2 separate regions of the Callithrix jacchus genome follow, and region 2 is linked to region 1. A link is a contact called in public Hi-C data. All regions are on one chromosome and are shown on one strand. The core of a region is the stretch at or near the end of the contact, and the rest is flanking DNA. Distances in the headings are between cores, read along the strand shown. Region 1 overlaps CASP7 (caspase 7). Region 2 holds the start of NHLRC2 (NHL repeat containing 2).

Region 1 (2,700 bases), core at 201-2,700:
GACTCATGTATAAGAAGCGCCACCACAGTGCCTGACTCAGGGAGACTCACACATACGTCTTATTTTTGGATGACCTGGAGGTTTCATCACCCTGTAAGTGAGGTTCAGGGTGGGTGAGAAAGTCTTCCCTTCTTTTACACAGTGGGAGATGGAGAATGCGCAAGGGGAAAGTGATATATCCGACAGACCAGTTTTAGAAAAAAACACAAGTGGCAGTTGAGGACCTGGTCATTTTTCCCCTTAAGACTGTGCCTGCACTTCTTGCCTTTTTCAATACCTTGCTGGAGGACTTCTGCCTAAAAAACCCTTATATTTTACAAAAATAGATGTGGTCTGTGGTATGTCCTCCCAACCTGTCAGCTTTAAGTCCTCTGGAAAGATAAATAAGCCTGGAGGGTCTCCATTCTGCCCCAGTCTGCCTTTTCCATAGCACGACTGATGTTGGCATCACTAAAATAAACAATAAGTATCCCGAGGTCCTATCTGCGGTTTCAGGGGCGCTATCTGTCCCACTGACAGATGTGGGGTGCAATGCATGGGAGTGCCACTGGCTCTTTTGGGTGTTCCTTGCAGCTGATGATGCCGCCTCCCCACCACCTTCCCTCCCATCCCATCCCACCCCACCCCATTGCAGCTCTCTTCTCTATGGAGTTCAGAATCACTGTTAGGTAAGGTAGTGGAGGACACAGTAGCATCGCTGACCTGTCTCTAATCAAGGACCAGACTGCCCACCCACCCTCCCCTGAAGTCATGAAGGATCCTAGGTTGCAGAAAGAAATCCCCTTTTGCAAAAAGCCAGGGTGGGACCTCACAGCTCTCAAGTATTAATAGTTCCAAGACCTTAGACGTGTCTTGGCCCTTTTTGCCTCACAGCCACTAGATGGCAGGACAGCATCATTTTATTTGTAGTCCATAGGCACTAAATAATTATCCAGCCTGTTCTTTATTTTTAAAAAAAATTTAATGGTTTAGTAATTTTCTGATTATTGAAGAGAATTTGGAAAACACAGAAAAGCATGAAAGAAAAATATTCAAAATATGTTAATATTAGTGAAGCATTCAGGTTTTAAATTACTTAATCATTATGGGGCCAGTCTATATTCATTACGAACCATAGTTTATAGAAGAGGATCTAGGGTCCTCCTTGCACTTGAAGAGGGATCTCTCTTAATGTAAATATAACCCTGTAGTCCTTGCCCTGGATATAAAGTCAAGGTTTTAACCAAATGTCTAGCACAGCTACAGAAAATAATAACTAATTGCTGAATTGTAGGATATAGCCTTGGAGCTATGGGAGGTTGAGGAGGGAAGGATAAGGAAGGACTGGAGGAGGAGTTGGAACTTGAGTTGCCAGAAAAAGCAGGGAGGATATCAGGGGACCGTCAGAACCTCAGGGCCAGAGTGGACACGATGGTCAGGCAAGGCCACCGACGTGGCTTCTGCCTAGGAAAGCAGGCTGAATCGGCTGGACAGGCTGAGTTTGGTCTTAATGGCCATGAGGAGCCATTGTAGGTCCAAGACCAAGCCCTGGCCAGCAGCCTAGAAGATGTTCTCTCCTAGAAATCTGAGAAATCAGAGGCTCCCTTCTGAGCTCTGCTCAAGGTCAGAATCCAAGAAAAGAAACAAAGGGGAAGACAGGATTCATGCAGTCTCAAATTTCCCCTGGGCCTCTGTGGAGTCTTGTGTGTCTCCGCTGAGGAGTTTCTTTACTAGTCTGGTTTCCCAGTGGAAGAGAGCAGGAGAAAAGATCTATTCTCAGAATTATATCAGCTCCCTATTTTCCAGGCACTGGCTCGATCACATGGGTTTTACCCTTGGCATCATCTGTGTTTTCCAGCCTTTGCCCCCTGGAGGGTGGTTAATAAATGCCACTTGGTTATAATTCTCTCTCCTGGTGGCATCTTAGACTTCTTCACCAGTGAGTGTTAGATGTAAACACATCCCTATAAAAAATGTGATATTTGTATCATTATAAGGAATATCTAAGTGGCATGCCTTTTCATTTGGAGAGGGGTTAAAAAACTGTTTTAGAAGACATAGTGCTTTGGAATCAGAGACAAGAACAAAGAAGGCAGATCCTAATTCCTTCCAAAGAATATGTTCCAAGTTAAGCAAAAATTGTGCCGTGATGCCCGTTTATTAAAAGGGGCCAAGTCTGGGCTCAAAAAAGAGATGAACATTGACATTTACACAGGGCATTTACTTTTCAATAAAGGAAGCCTGCAAATTCAGCTGCCAGAAAATTAGATGCCTGTCTCCCAAATTTGTACATAGAGAATGATAAAGATGCAATGCTGTATTTGAAGCACTGATGATACTACGTAAACTAATAGAAGTAGCAAAGTCGAGTCAAACAACCGGGGTTCAGTTCCTGGCCCGTCCTCCCACTTACTATTTGAGGGACTATAGCAAGTCACATGACCTTCCTGTTCCTTGTTTCCTTCCCTGGACAATAGAGATATTAATCTCTGCCCACAGGGATTATTATAATTAGAGTAACTGTCAGCTTCCCAAATTACCTGAATGTGCCTGCTGAGGAAGAAATCATAGAATCGTGATTTTAACAGTGGGAGAACCCTTAAAATGTAACTTATCTAATTCCCTTATGATCAAGGAAAGGAAGACCAGAGAGGTGAAGTGTAGCCACACAGCAGGACCAGGACCAAGACACAGGCCTAACTTGGGGTCCAGTGCTTCCCC
Region 2 (2,807 bases), core at 186-2,685, 140 kb after region 1:
AGAAGTATTAATCTTAAGTAAATGGAGAGTCCATTTCTTGTCACAAAAAGTTATGGAATTATTTTCCTGAGAAAATTATAAAGGTAACAAACCCCCCACCAACTCAATGGGACTCTAAAGGAGTGGTAATGAACATATTGGCAAGCTAGAAAACTTGAACCTGAGAACACCTGCTGTTCCATTTATACCACAATAAAACTAAGATAAACCTATCACAGGAGTAGCAACTGTGAAGTTTTCCATGATGGGTGCCATTTCATTCAATTATCTTGGCCTTTTCCAGGACTTGATTCATAAGAATAAGAATCAATAATACTTTGAAAATTAAGCACTAATGGGAAATATAGGTTCAACAGCTTCATCTCAGAATGAGCTTTGAAGCTACTGTCAGTTCTCTTTCAAGTGGACAACTGTCCAAATAATTCATAAATCCAACCACAGTTAACTGGACAAGTGACTCAACAGACGTCCCAAACACTAAATGGCTATCTCAGTTTACTAACAAAACTAGTCACAACATAATCAAAGAGGGGTGTAATTCGCAAAAAACTGCCAAGTCACTGCTCTTATCCACATCTAGTGGATGTTTAACAGCTTCGGTTTCCCGGGACAGTCCATGATCTTCCTCCAGCAGCAACGAACAATCCCTGCACAGTGAGCAAAAAAAGTTCAAATATGTGAGAAAAAGAAGTTCAAATATGTGAAAGGGTGGGCTTGTACTGAGGTCTGACTCCGTAAAGCACTAATGGTCCTGAAAGTGGCCAGCGCCCTGTCCACCAGCCTCAAAACGGGGTCACAGGCCAGCCTCTCCCTTCCCTTCCGGCATTACAGGCTGCAAGACCAGGGAATGGGGCCTTAACCCTCTCCAGGTTAAGCACAGCCAGCTCCAAAAAAGCCCTCAGAGCCCTCCCCTTCAGTAGACTCTGAGGCCAGCCCTCAGGGACCCTCGCCACCCCCCCACCTGCCACTCGTGCCCCGGGGGAGCCGCTTCAGCTGCGTCCGCTCTCCTCGGCACCCCCACCTAAAAATCTGTTCGCGGTCGCGCTTTCAGCACTCCCAGATGACAAAACGCTCTATTTGTGTATAAGTGAAAGCCACTTCCGCCAGGCACTCCCACCTTACAAAAAGCCTTCTCCCTCGAGGTTATTCCTACACCCTTTACCTTTAGAGTCTTGGCGGGAGCAATTTCCCGCCACCACAGTAGCGTGTCGAATCGGCGGATGCTGGTCAAAGAGAGAAACTTTAAAAATAATTTTTAAAAATAGGTTGCCCTTTTAAGTCCTACCGATTTATTGTATTTTATTTTTGTCCTAAAGTCCGCTAATTTCTAATGTAAGGGTGGGGGGTGGTTCCCTTACGGCCTCTGGGACTTTGTCCCTGAAGCCTTTTCCATGTTGAATCTGGCGCTCTCAATGTCCAGGCTCGGCTGCGGCGTGGGGACCCAGAAAGGGCGGGGTAGGTCGGGACGGCAGTTTAATTACGTGCCCGGGAACTGCGACGATTTGGACTTTCGGCACTTGGATGTATTAAAAAGAAAAAAGTGTCGTTGGCGTGGAGTGGAGCTGGTGGAGGGTGAGACGAATGCGCCCTTTGGAAACCACAGGACAGTGAACGTTTCGTCTCCCAGCGAGAATCTCCCGCGGGCCCGGCGGCTGCTTTGGGAGCCCGGAGGGAACATGGCGGCGCCTGGAGCCCGGAGCCGCAGCCTCTCCGGCCTGCTCCCCGCGCAGACCTCGCTGGAGTACGCCCTGCTCGACGCCGTCACCCAGCAGGAGAAGAACAGCCTGGTCTACCAGTATCTACAGAAGGTGGACGGCTGGGAGCAGGACTTGTCGGTTCCCGAGTTTCCGGAAGGTGAGGGGCTGGCGTCGGGGTGGGGGGCCCCTCCTGGCACCTCCCCTTCCTCGGGGGAATGGCTCTTCGCCTGACGTGGGCCGCCTCTCTTGTGCTCTGCAATTCCAGGGATCCCCAAGCGGCCACCAACGGTGGGTTTCTCCGGGACAGAGACCCACGTACTCGTCTGTGTGTCCTGAGTCCTGCCCGCCCCTGATGTTAGCCAAGTAGAGTCAGTGCATGTTTAGTGTCCCCGTTGGCGATTATTGCAACGTTCACACCATTCTGTCCGTTCAGCCTGGTTCCCCAGTGCCGTCTCGTCATCTTTTTGCATCACCTTGACATTTATTGATCACTTTTTCTTGTACCACACACAGGTTTTTTTGTTTTGTTTGTTTTTGTTTTTTTTATTGAGGCGAGTCCGGCTCTGTCACCCAGGCTGGAGTGCGGTGGTGTGGCCTTGGTCTCACTGCAACTTTCGCCTCCCAGGTTCAGGCGATTCACCTGCCTCAGCCTCCGGAGTAGCTGCGACTACAGGCATGTGCCAACACTCCCGGCTGTTTATTTATTTATTTTTTTGGTAGAGACTGTGTTTCATCATGTTGGCGAGGCTGGCCTCGAACTCCTGACCTCAAGTGATCCTCCCGCCTCGGCCTCCCAAAGTGCCTGGATTACAGGCGTGAGCCACCGCGCCCGACCTGCCACACAGAGTTCTAAACAGTTGAGGGAATATGTCTTTATTCAGTCATCTCTATAGCCCAGTGAGGTGCTCGTATCATTCCTCTTTTACAGTTGAGGAAATGGAAGTACAGAGAGATTAAGTAACATGCCTAGGGCCTCACAGTTGATAACTGCCCCAGTTGGATTGACCCTAGATTTGCTGATTTCTTAGCCCGTGTCATGCTTCTCCGCTCAAAGTCCTGAAACTAATACTTTTAAAAATCGGAATCAATTATTGCCTGTCTCCAGGGTTT

The links. A called contact is a pair of places that touch in the nucleus more often than the background predicts.
Region 2: a Hi-C map of skeletal muscle shows a contact between it and region 1, with 4 times the contacts expected there. The contact joins the promoter of NHLRC2 here to the enhancer-like site in region 1. A contact is called at or near these places in 2 of 3 Hi-C or Micro-C datasets (both in skeletal muscle).

The regions. Positions count from the first base shown.
Region 1 is chr12:106,643,926-106,646,625 of calJac240_pri, forward strand. The region is part of intron 2 of CASP7 (caspase 7); the gene reads left to right. Among named protein-coding and RNA genes, the nearest start is that of CASP7, 17 kb to the left of the region's middle. Within about 2 kb of position 1,451, at least 4 of the 16 cell types and tissues checked have an H3K27ac peak or open chromatin away from gene starts, as enhancers often do. A contact at or near this core is called in skeletal muscle, where this site is marked.
Region 2 is chr12:106,787,379-106,790,185 of calJac240_pri, forward strand. It overlaps NHLRC2 (NHL repeat containing 2), which reads left to right and starts at 1,436. Exons shown (of 11, transcript XM_035269147.3): 1 at 1,436-1,985. The coding sequence starts at 1,913. DCLRE1A (DNA cross-link repair 1A) reads right to left here and starts at 1,222. Exons shown (of 10, transcript XR_013525123.1): 1 at 1,163-1,222; 2 at 1-647.